Linked DNA regions of Mus musculus: region 1 is linked to region 2. The links are chromatin contacts, called in public promoter capture Hi-C maps. All regions are on one chromosome and are shown on one strand. The core of a region is the stretch at or near the end of the contact, and the rest is flanking DNA. Distances in the headings are between cores, read along the strand shown. Region 1 overlaps Lrp8 (low density lipoprotein receptor-related protein 8, apolipoprotein e receptor). Region 2 overlaps Gm12907 (a long non-coding RNA gene).

Region 1 (6,051 bases), core at 3,483-5,982, 70 kb after region 2:
GAATCCCAGGGCCTTTGTGGCAGTCCATCTGTTGCCATGGCACCAGATTATGATGTCGCAGACCCTGGATGACTATGTATCACTCCTGCGGCGTGGAGTACAGGGACTCACAGAGGTGGGCATTGTCCAAGGGGCAGACTGGCACAGAGGGACATAAATCCCTGGAAACAGAGAACCACAGCCTGGAGCCCAGCTGGGGAATTGCCCTGGGAACCAAAGCCAAGGCCAGGAGAGTAGGGTCTGGCCTGGCCTTCAGTGACAGCTTGACCGGCTTGGCCTCTTCCTGTGGCAGGGCTGAGCTAGCTTGGTTACACTGGAGGGACCCGACCGACGCTGAGCTTGTTCACTGAGCTCTTTTGCCTTTTGTCCTGTGGCAGTGCTACACAGGAAAGTCACATCCCTACTGGCTCGGAGACAGAAGGGACTTGCCTTCAGTCACCTAGTCCAACGGGGGGACTTCAAAGGTGGTTTAGTGCAGTCTCTAGCCTGAAAGTGGTCATATCACCTCTGTTTCCACAGGGTGGTGTGTTCTCCAAGCATGGACTGTCATCATAGGCCAGGTCTCTGCAGCACACTTCCGGGCACATGGCAAGGGTATAGCTTTGTGCAGGAGCCTCTGTGCTTGGTGGTTGGTTTGCTACGAGGTCCCTGAGAGTTGAGGGGCCTCTGTCACAGGAGTCCTCGCTCCTCCCCTGCCAGTCAGTGCCCTCATGGCTGCAGGTTTGTGGGAAGGGATTTATTTACCTCTCACAGACCCTGAAGTCCTTCTGCCGCCTACCCACTCACGTCTTTGAGCCTCAGTTTCCTCTGTAAACGAGATTGACAGCAGTTGCCAGGGTAGCTGTGAGGGGGTTGTAGGATTTGGGGTGAGAGGCCCAAGTCTAGATCTGGGTGAATATGGCCGAACCGGCCCAGATACTGAAACAGTCTGTCCCGCAGTCTGCTGTGGGTCAGCTAAGCCTGAGCTGACACTGCTGGCATTTGGCTGCTATGGCGTCCGTGCCCAGTGTCTGCTATGGCTTGGCATACAGGGAGTGAGCAAGCTCTCCCCTGCACTCCCAGAATGCTCAGAATTAAGGGTTCTGGGATGGTATCTGGCTGTCTTGTCTTGTGCCCAGTGACAGGGATGGTATCTGGCTGTCTTGTGCCCAGTGACAGTGTTCCTGCATCACCTTAAGCAATTCATCTTGCTCCTTGGCAAGCTTGTCCCCTTGCTGGAGCTCCTTGGCGTAGCTGTCCTACTCTGCGTTCCCAGGAGCACGGGCCTAGCTGTCCTACTCTTGTGTTCCCAGGAGCACGGGACTATTGGATACTGGGGCTCTCATAGGATCCTCCAGGTATTTGAGGGGCTTTTCCGCCGCCATGTGCGTCAGCCACTGTTGGAGGACTGTGCTGGCGGAAACCTGCTGAACCTGACAGGTTCAAATCTGTTCTCACTTCCATGTGACCTTAGACATATAACTTAAGAGCGCGAGCGCTGCCTGGAACTCTGCCTGTGTTATATGATGAAATGTTAGGCTGTCTGTCCTGGGATTTCCTGAGTAAAATACCCAGCAGCATCAAGGGAGCCGGAAAAAATAAGAAACGGAGGCATCTGTCTTAGGAAGATGTGAAGAAATCTCAGAATAGAGATGGCCAAAGGATACTATGGAAAAGCAAAGCAGGCATGGACCAGAGTCAAGACGACAGTCAGTGTTCCCAAAACTCTGCTCGGCAGCTGGAGGACCACAAGAAGGGGAAAAAGTACAAACAAAAGCCAGCAAACCCTCAGGCCATGGACTGTGTTTACCCAGGGGAGGGGCCCTACCCTGGATGTGTACGAGCAGAGATGCCAGGCAGGGATTGGTGTCCTCCTGTGGTCTGCCCCGCGTTGGGTCCTGTGTGGAATCTGACATGGTTCCTTGTGGAAAGACGGGAGAAAAGCCAGCCACACCAGACCACAGGATCCACAGTGATGTAAAGCAGCAGGCATCAGATTTAAGGGCTCAGGCCCAAACTAGCCTATTGCTGGTCTTTGGAAACAGCCTTCTACTGCAACACAGCCCTGTGCACCCACCTACTATTCTGTCAGGGCTCTGTCCACATGGCAAAACCCGAGGAGCAGGGCAGAGCCCATTGCAGCCGAAAGCCCCAAATGTCTATCATCTGTGACAAGTTTGCCAAGCTGTAGAAGACCGTTGAGAGGATTGTGGCAGCTCAGGGGAGGCCCCCGACAGAGACTGGAGGTGATGGGAAAGAACATCCAAGCTTGTAAGGGAAAAGCAGTGTAAGGATTTTCAGATGACAGACTTGGCAGAGGGGGACTATTAATAGTACGTAGGGACCAACAGTAGTCATGGTGGGGCCATTTGGGAAGCTGGAAAGGGGAGGAAGAGGAGGAAGACTTTCTAGCTGCTAGAGAGGGGTCGTATCCAGATGGCCCCAATATCACATCTAGTTCCACTGTCACTCAGGGAGAGGACACCCAGGGCCTGGGCTCCTGAGGACCCTCTTGGCCTCTCTCTGCCAGTTCTGGGGCCTCTTGGCCTGTGACTGTCTACCATGCCCAAACGATTGTGTCTTACCAAATCCCCTTCCCTTTCCCTAGGAAGACCAAAGACCTGGGAGGGAAAGTGTCTTCCTTGAGAGTACATGGCAAAGCAGAACAGCCAAAATGCACATCCAGGCCTGCTAGCTCCCTGTTCAGGGCTCCTGCCTTCTTGCCCCTGTTCCTGGGCTCTCAGTCCTAGGGTAGGGCTCATGGGAGCTGAATGCAGGTGATGTTGAGGAGTCCCTGGAGTACATGAAGGGCGCAAGAAGCCAAAAGCCAAGTCCTGAACCTCTACTCCACACTTCCCAGGGTGGGCAGGCCGCCATGCTCACCTGCAGGTTCCCTGTTGGGACAGCTGCCTTGTTCTGCCCTTGTCTGATCATATTTATAATCAGTGCCAGGCACCGGGACAACACAGAGAAATAATAAGGGGGCGTGGCCAACTTCTCCACCCTGACCCTTACATCCAGTTCCTTTCAGAACTAGGCACACGGGGCAGCAAATAGTTTGGGGCTGGACATAGTATTCATGTTCTTACCCCTGCTCCGCTATGAGTCATGCAATCTCAGCTTGCATGGGCACACAACAGCCCATTTCTTTCCCTTCTAATTACTCCCCAGACAAACAGCAATAGCTGTACTGACGGCAAGCACCTGCCATGCGCCGGGGCCCGATTGCACATCCTCACACATTAGCTTCCTGCTATCTTTCAGCCCTTCTGCTCTTTATAGTAAGAGGGAATTCAGAGGTTAGTGATGTCCTCAAATTCACGCAGATGGCAGGAGGCCCAGCAGGGTTCTGAAACCCTGATGCAGGACATGAGCCTTCCTTCCTGCAGAGTTCCATGACAGGGACCCATGCTCCATCATGGCCACAACTTCAAGGACAAAATCCTTTATTCATCCTGCTACAAAACCATCATCTTCTTTTAGGGTTCGTGGTCATGAGCGCTCCCTGGGGCTTTCCCAGGGGTCCTGTTTGTGCGCTGGGATTTAAGCAGGTGAAGAGGCTGAGGCCTGCCTGCAGGAGGAGTCCAGGAGAGGGATGCTGTGGTGTGGAGCCATGGTGACAGCCTGGCTGTGCCTGAGACCCTCGGGGAGCTTTGGTGGTACACTTCTGAGGCTGAGCACACGCCAGTTACCCACCTGCCTCCTGCCTCTGTCTTAGAAAAGCATTCAGTGCTCACCCTTATGCTCTTATCTTTGTCCCACAGCCAAGAGGACCTGCGCGGACAGCGACTTCACCTGTGACAATGGCCACTGCATCCCAGAGCGGTGGAAGTGCGACGGCGAGGAGGAGTGTCCCGATGGCTCTGACGAATCGAAGGCCACGTGCTGTGAGTCTTGCCCCACCTCAGTTTCCTCCTCAGCACTTTGAGGTTGATAGGTTGTTAGGCTCACAGGCCATAGTCAGAGGATGCTCCATGCCAGGCCCTTGGGGGAGTGGGCGGCTCCTGGTGAGCAGGCGATGGTCCGTGGAGCTGCTCTGCCTGTTTCCCTGGCCTTCTCCTGAGCTTCCCTGTAGGTTCCCTCAGTTCCTGCAGCACCAGGAATTAGAGTGGTGCGCAGAGGTAGCCCTGCCTCACCTCAGGCCCCCTGCTCTCACGCTTGAAGATCTGAATTGTAATTCCAGCAGCACTAACGGCAGCTGGTGCGCGCTAATCATTTACCATGGGCCACACCTCGATTGCTAAGCTCTTTGTATTCCTTTTATCTTCGTAGCAGCCTCTAGAGGCAGGCACCGCCACTCTCTGACTTTTCAAAAGGGGCATACAGAAACTCAGAGAGTTAGTGTGATTTGTCCATGGTCACCCAGCCAAGACTTCAAGCCCCCCCCCCTTTTCTGGGGCCTGTTCTTCGTGGCTAGCTACATGATGACATAAGGAACCGGGAAGAGGTGGCGTGGCTAGTGCTTCGGGACTGCCTTCCACACGCAGGGCTTTGTCTCTCCGTGATTTCTTTTCTAGGCTCTAATCCTCAAAGCAAACTTAGACCTGGCAGGTCATTCCGTGACATTTGTTAAATTAAAAAGGAGATGCGGAAGGGGAGGGGGAGGACCCAATGGTCCAGAGGCAGAGCTATAGCAAGGCAAGCCTGAGACAAAAGGCTGTGGGGAGCACGTGGAGGATGGTGTGGGACTGTGGGGAGCACGTGGAGGGTGGTGGGACTGAGGGGAGATCCAGAAACCGCTCTCTGAGGCTAACATTTGCCCCAGAGGTAGAGGCAGGGACAATGGAGGCCAGAGTCCCATTTAGGGCTGCCACTGATGATAACTGGGTTTTCCTGTCTCCTAGCAACAAAGCTACCAGTTTCCAAGAGAGCGAGAGAGAGAGAGAGAGAGAGAGAGAGAGAGAGAGAGAGAGAGAGAGACCCCTGCCCCAGACAAAGGGCCCCTCATTTCCTAGGCGGCTGCCAAGCCCTTCCCAGTTTTACTGCAGGCCCATCCTTTCCTTACCACACCAAATGCCACTCCATGCTGTCCTGGGAGGCCTGGAGGCAGAAGGAAGCCCTGCACTCTCTCCTGCCCTTCCAAAAGAAGAGAGCCTTGATGCACTTGCCTGTACTACCATTGTCCTGCCAGCCTGGAGCACGCAAGGGTGCTGCATCTCTCCCAGAGAAAAACACACTGGACCAGGTTTGGCCTCTTGGCCAGGGCTGCTCAGCCGAGAAGGGACAGAGTCCTGTGCCTCCTGGAGAGTTTCTGGGGTTGGGGTGGACCTTCCTACCCTAATAGTCAGCCAGTTCTGCCTTGTGATCCTGGATGTGGGTAGAGGCTTTATGGAGGTCACTGGGGGAGGGCAGTCTTGCTGCCCAAGGGCTATGCTCCCTTCTCTCTACATCTCTGTTTAGGGGTATTGCCTCCTCCCCGCCCTGTCCGGCCCTCTCACCTGTCCCGCTCTTCTGGGCTCTGCATCCCTACTGGCTCATGCTCCCTGCCCCCTCTTACCGCCCCTCTCTCCTAGCCTGCCTGTTTCCTTGTCTTTCTACCTCAGAATGCCAGTGCTCACTGCCTTCTGACCTGCGATGGACCCACACACCCCACTCCTGACTTCCAGGGCCCTGAGAGTTGACAGCTGAGCAGCCTTTAGAACTTGATAGACCTGCAGACACGCAGCCTGTTTGTGGCAAGTGTCTCTTCCGTGACAAAAGGCAGTCTTCTCAAGCTCTCTGAGATTCATGGGAGCAGCACCTAGGATCGAAGAGGCCCAGCTTCCTGTGGGTTACCCCAGGCAATTCCTGTGAGGTCCTGTATCCACTGCCACCCCTCATTATATAATGTATCCAAATCTAGAATCCCAAAGATTTCCCCATTTTAAGATTCCTAAATTCTTAGTAGTTCAAGACCCTGTTTTTGCCCTTGTCTAGTGGGGCACAGAGTCTGGGATCCCTACCTTACGAACCGTCACAATGGTCCTGGGGTCTTAGAGTAGGGAGGGCTGCCTGGAAGAATCGCCCTGAGAGGGCCTTGAAGGCCAGGCAGAATTTGTGGCAGCTGGACTTGGTAGCAAGCTTGCTCTCAGC
Region 2 (6,167 bases), core at 2,703-5,202:
GAAAGATGGTCTGCCTCCCATTTATATAAGATGACACACAGCTCATTGGACTTAGGGACCATGGTGAGAGAATTGCTCCTGGAGAAGGGAGAGGACTGGCGTGATGGGACCATGAGTCAAAAGAGCCGGCAACTACCCAAACGAGAAGAGGCAAAGAAAGCATGTCTGCCCCAAGCCCCTGGAGGGAACCAGGTCCCACGGCCCCTCCATCGTGGTGTCTGGGCCAAACCTGTTGTTTCCTGTTATGCAGCTGTGGAGGCTTACTTTAACAGCCACTGGAGCCCACACCATCTCCATTCCCACCAGCCTCCTTCAGAAGTTCACTTCCCCAAGACCCCAGACACTGTGCATAGGGCTGCCTGCCTGAGGAGGGGGACTTCAGAGAGGGCCCTTTCCTTTAGTTTTGAACCTTGAACAAGATGTGTTTGGAGGGCAGGGAAGGTCAGGCCAAGGGAAAGATCATGTTTTACAACAGCCTCGGGGGAAAAGCTCTACAGAGGTGATGAGAATACAGGTTCTAGAGGAGACGAAGAAGATACAAGTGGACAGGGATCAGGGCAGATCAGAGGCCATTGGGGGGACAGATCAGAGGTCGTGGCAGGGTAGATCGGAGGCTATTGAGGCCAGATCAGAGACTATTGGGGCCAGATCAGAGGTCATGGTGGGGCATATCAGAGGCCACTGGCCACAAGAAAGAGATTTCTCCTAGACTGGTGTTTTTTCATTTTATTTTATTGCTGTTGCTGCTGTTTTTGGTGTGGTGGTGGTGGGGGGTTGGTTTTGGTTTTGGTGGTGGTGGTGGTGGGGTTTTACTTTTTATCACAGAACTGTTTTAAATTTCCAGAAAATTCAAGAAGGTGGTATACATGATTTTTCAACTTAAAATAGAACCATGCCTTGATAAACCCATCATTACACTGAGAACTTCATTAAATTAAAAATATATTGACTGCACAGGACATCCTGGCACAACCCTGCCCACCTTCTACAGGCTCGGAATGTTCACATTAGCTCCTGCACCAAATCCTGTACCACACAGTCTCCGTTACGGCAGACTCCTGAGTGGTTCCTGTAACTCAGGGAATACTATACTGCAGGTGAATGGCTGTACAGACACAGGGGACTCAAGTGGGTTTTTGTGGATGTGATTAGATGCCAACACACACATGCACACACACACACACACACACACACACACACACACACATACACACACACAGTCTCTGGGCTAGTTGTGGACGTGACTTTCTTTGGTGGCCCAGCATTAACAATAGGTCGCACCTCTGTTTCCAAAGACATGATGCAGGACTTCTGCTAAGTGTATCTTTCTCTCACTCCACTGTGAAGCTGAACAATAGTCAGCTAAACTGAGCAGTTCAGGAGGCCTGTGTCCGGCCCTCACTCCCCAGCTTCCCTTTTGGTGTCTGACCTTGACTTGGGGACATTTGCTACAACTAATGAAGCTGTGTTGACACATTATTGACTAAAGTCAATGCTTCATTCAGACTGTGCTAGTTCGTAATCTAAAATCCTTTCTCTGGCATTCAGCCAGGGATGCTGCATCCTGTGGAGCCATAGTGTTACCTTAGGCTGCTCTCTGGTCTTGACAACCTCCAGACAGGCCTTGTCTTGGATCACTTTGACAGATGAGAGACGGTGGCTGGTGTTTGTGGAATCCCTTTGCTGGAAGGATACCTGCTTTGTCATGAGCAGTGTTAGGAAGCAGGTCACAGAGGCAAAGAGACATTTTTAGAAATTATTTTTTATTACTGTTTTTAAAAGACAAAAGTCTCATTATATAGTCCCAGCTGGTCTAAAACTCACCATATAGACCAGGCTGGGCTCAAACTCACAGAGATCCTCTGGCCTCTGCCTCCACACCAGACAAGAATAATTCTTTTGTTTGTTTGTTTGGCTGGTTGGTTGGTTTTGTTTTGAAGACAGGATTTCTCTGTGTAGTTCTGCCTGTCCTGGAACTCACTATGTAGACCAGCCTGGCCTTAAACTCCTGAGTACTTCTCCATCTGCATCTGCCTCCAGGGTGCTAGGATCAAAGGTTGTGCCACCAGGGCTGGCTGCATGAGTCATTCTTATGACAGCACTTTCAGCATTCAGCAGTCCCTACCTTTCTATGACAAGGGTGTCCTGTAACTGTGGCTTGTCACTGTTCTTGATCCAGTGGTTGGGATAGCATTTATTAAGCTTCTTAGAAATCACTGTATGGGTCCCTCCCCACCCCGCTCTCTCTTCTGTCTTCTCTGAGAAGTTACTTGTGCGGTGGGCACTTGAGGACAGGACACAACATGCCACCTCTTTACATTGAAATTAATCTGGTGGGTCACTTTTCCTAAAAATCCAGTACCAATAAGCATGGGCAGACATCCTTATGTTCTTCCTGTTGAGGGGAACAATCTGACACATTCATCAGATGCTAAATACAAGCCCTTTGACCCAGCAAGTCACTGCTGTTGAAATGTCTATTCCCAGGCATAGTAATACCCAGGCAAGGAAGCCTTTGGCAACCCCATGGGAAGTCACCAAAAGTGTGAATCAACCAAACATTGTCCATTGATGGGACAGCAGGGCAGACAACAGTAACAGAGTCACATCACAAAGTACTCAGCAGCCACCCCACTCCTGAGACTAAATCTGAGGGATCCGAGTGGGCATGGCTCAGAGATAGATTCCTGCTCGTCTGTGGTTACTGCAGCACTGTTCAGTGTCAATGTCATAGAATCTGCCTGGGAGCCAGTGGATGAGCAGACCAAGACATCACACCCTTCATACGGTGGAGTATTATTCATCCATCAAAAAGGTGAGATTATGTCATTTACATGAGAATGAATGGAGCCAGAGATCATCGGAAATGAAACAAGCCAGACTCAGAAACACACACACACACACACACACACACACACACACACGAGCGCATGCAGTTTCTCTGTGTAGTCCTGGCTGTCCTGGAACTTTGTAGACCAGGCTGACCTTGAACTCACAGAGATCCACCTGCTTCTGCCTCCTGAGTGTTGGGATCAACGGCATGTGCTGCCACCACCACCCGGCTCTAGAGCTTGTTCATTTAAGGTGTAAAGTATAAGGCAAATTATTTGAGGGGAAAGGAAAGCAATGAGTGTGGGGAAGGGCATAATGAGAGAAATGGGGGATGAATGGAATGGAAGCCCATTGCATATGGGTGTGAGAAGGCCACAATAAACGCGATCTGTACAATGATATAAGCTAATGAGACTGACAGAAAAGACCATAAAACTATGTTTGTGGACAGCCGAGCTTCTGAAAGAAGTGTACGCACAACTGATGGGCCTCTGAGGCCCACACTCAGATCCTCACGTATGCACAGAAAGCATGTGGCAGGACCCGCAGTAACCTTACCTGTGGTGGCTCCAAGGTGGGAGCAGAGGAAGACAGCAATTTCCACTTTCCCTTTACAGCTTCTGACATTTTGCACAATAAGCAAGTATTGCTTTTGTGATGAAATGTTTTAAATATTCATGATGCCCTGAAGATCTGCATTTGAAGGAAGCAGCTGCTGGCGAGGTGTGAGCTGGGAAACCGAGGTGAGCGAACAACAGACCAGGTAGGAGCCCTCAGTGTCCTGCAACAGTCAGAGAGGCAGGGCAGGGCACTGCTTAGGAGGCCGCATTGAAAGGGCTGATGGGCTTTGGTTGAAAAGAAGCACATGGCATTGCTCCATCGTGGGTGTGTGTGTGTGTGTGTGTGTGTGTGTGTGTGTGTGACATCAGAGGAGAGTGACAAAGGAGCCACTCATAGGGCATGACAGACAAAGGGAAGGGACAATCTGGTTGTGAGGTTCTCGGGCCAGACGTATACAGAACTGCCACCATCCCTGGCCCCAGGGACACAAGTGCCCTGGACCAACACAGAGGGATCAGTCATCACACACAGCCCGATAGGGAGGGGTCTAGGCAGCCAATAGGCAATCCCACAACCCTGGTGTTTCCCTGACTCCAGACGGAGGTCTCCCTTCCCATAGGCCAATCCTAGCTAGAAACCAGAGGACAGCTCATTCAGGACAGCCTTCTGGGTAATAGGGTCTGGGGGACTGAGTGGATGGAGAGAGGAGGGAGGGGAGAGAGAGAGAGAGAGAGAGAGAGCTCACCCAGTGGGTAAGAGCAGTTGTGCAAGCAGGATGAATTGAGTTCGGAACCCACTTGAAACACCCAGTGTGGCCAGACAGCCCAGCTGGAAAACCCTCGGGGTCAAGGTTCAGTGGGAAATCCTGTATCAAGGGACTGAGACACAGGACTTTAAAGGAAGATTTCAAATTACTTCCTTCCACATCCGCAGCATGGGCACACAGAAGCAGATAAACCATATGCCAAGAAGGAGAGGAAGGAACAGCCATAAACTTTAAGCTTTCTTTAAACTACAGCCTGAGCTGATTCATCATCACAAATGAAAGGCACATGCCGCCAAGCCTGACACCCTGAGTTAGATCCCTGGTTCTCATATGGTAGAAAGACAAAAAGGACTACGAAAAGTTGTCCCCTGAGCTCTGCACACACACGAGTACACTCACACAAATGAGTAAATGTAAGCCCATACCTACAATAGTTAGGGGCTAAACTATGCCTCCCACTAGTTGAGTCCTAAGCATCTTATGCATTGAGAAGCAAAAACCATCACTTCCACCCACATTCCCTTGGCTGGAATTCTCTCACATGACTAAGGCAGCCTAGGATACGAGGCCAATCTGCATGCTTGAGAAACAAAGGTAATGAGCTGAAGCCCCGTGTCACGAGAAGACCAACAGCTTCTTCAATAACCAAGGAAGGACTGGGGAGCCCCCTCAGTGAATAAAGCAAGACTTTAAGGTCAGATCCCTACCACCCATGTGACTCCCTGGAGGGCATGGTGGTGTCTTGGCGGTGGGGGACAGGGGACCCTCAGGGCAATTTGTAACAGCACAGCGTACCACAGTCAACTGGAATTGTTCCAGAAGAGCAAGGTTAGCTTCACATTTGGTAATTAATGCAATCCCCTATTTATAAAGAGAGGAGAAAACCTACATTTGCTTCTGCAGATGTTGAAAAATCCTCTGAGAAAATTAAAAACATATTCCTGATGAAACTGAAAGGAAGCTAGAAGCGTGGCCGGCCCCTTTCTCCATGTAGTAACCAACATCTACAAAAGGCCGACAGCCAATGCCATGGACTTCAGTAATGGGGCAGGCCTGTCCGTTCTCACCATTTCTATTTTATGCTGAAATGGAAACTCTAGTGCAATTAGAAGGCAAGGAAAATAAAATAAGTATAGTAGAAAATTAGTTAAAATGCTGAGATTTATTTTTTAAATATTTATTTATTTGATGTATATGAGTAACACTCTAGCTGTCCTTAGAGAGAAGAGGGCATCAGATCCCATTACAGATTGTTCTGAGCCACCATGTGGTTGCTGGGAATTGAACTCAGGACAGCTCTTAACCTCTGAACCATCTCCCCAGCCCTAAATGCCAAGATTTACAAATGACTTTGTTTCATTAGAGAGCTCTGTAGAACCTACAAAGTATTTACTTGAATTAATGAGTAAATTCAGTTACGGGCTATGAGAGGAGTTTATAAAAGTCAATTGTGCTTTGCTGTGCTACAAAAGCAAAATTTAAGGTGGAAAAATTAAATGTCACTTATACCGTTATCAGAAAACAGAATGCTAAAAATATATCTAAGAAGGCTCTGTGTATCTAAAAACTACAGACTATGGCTAACAGAAATTAACAATCTATGCAATTGTAACTGTAAATGATGTGTTGGAACACCCACAGTCAGGGTGTCTGTGCTTCCCAAATGGCCTAGGGCTTCAACACAACCCTGGCAGGGGCTGGTGAGATGGCTCAGTGGCTAAGGATGCTTTCTGCCAGACCTGAAGACCTTCACTTGATCCCTGGGACCCTCAAAGTGGAGAAAGAGAACTAACACCTCTTCCTCGCCCCGCCCGAAGCTGACCTTTGATGTCCACATTCATGCCTTGGTGCACATCCCTACACACACACACACACACACACACACACACACACACACACTCACACACACACACACTCACATTAAACATGAAATTAACAAGAGATTAATCGCAGAAGGTTTTCTGAAGAGGTACACAGGAGGCGGGGAGATCAAGTTCAAGCCTGGACT

Evidence for each region. Capture Hi-C pulls out chosen DNA fragments and counts their contacts.
Region 1: a promoter capture Hi-C map of adipose tissue shows a contact between it and region 2. The contact joins two enhancer-like sites. A contact is called at or near these places in 12 of 39 promoter capture datasets (the C10 cell line, the HPC-7 cell line, HPC-7-derived erythroid cells and 9 more), 3 of 15 datasets of contacts at CTCF or cohesin (the G1E-ER4 cell line and embryonic stem cells), 20 of 484 Hi-C or Micro-C datasets (8-cell embryo, Sertoli cells, bone marrow-derived macrophages and 8 more), 16 of 115 datasets of contacts at active chromatin or transcription factors (the 230-238 cell line, the HPC-7 cell line, VIP interneurons and 10 more) and 3 of 9 other capture datasets (adipose tissue, liver and pancreatic islet).

Annotation. Positions count from the first base shown.
Region 1 is chr4:107,830,884-107,836,934 of GRCm38.p6, forward strand. Lrp8 (low density lipoprotein receptor-related protein 8, apolipoprotein e receptor) reads left to right here. Exons shown (of 20, transcript NM_053073.3): 3 at 3,744-3,866. Among named protein-coding and RNA genes, the nearest start is that of Lrp8os2, 11 kb to the left of the region's middle. Within about 2 kb of position 4,733, at least 61 of the 459 cell types and tissues checked have an H3K27ac peak or open chromatin away from gene starts, as enhancers often do.
Region 2 is chr4:107,761,714-107,767,880 of GRCm38.p6, forward strand. It overlaps Gm12907 (a long non-coding RNA gene), which reads left to right. Exons shown (of 4, transcript XR_867989.3): 2 at 3,450-4,853. Among named protein-coding and RNA genes, the nearest start is that of Gm12907, 5.5 kb to the left of the region's middle. Within about 2 kb of position 3,953, at least 14 of the 459 cell types and tissues checked have an H3K27ac peak or open chromatin away from gene starts, as enhancers often do.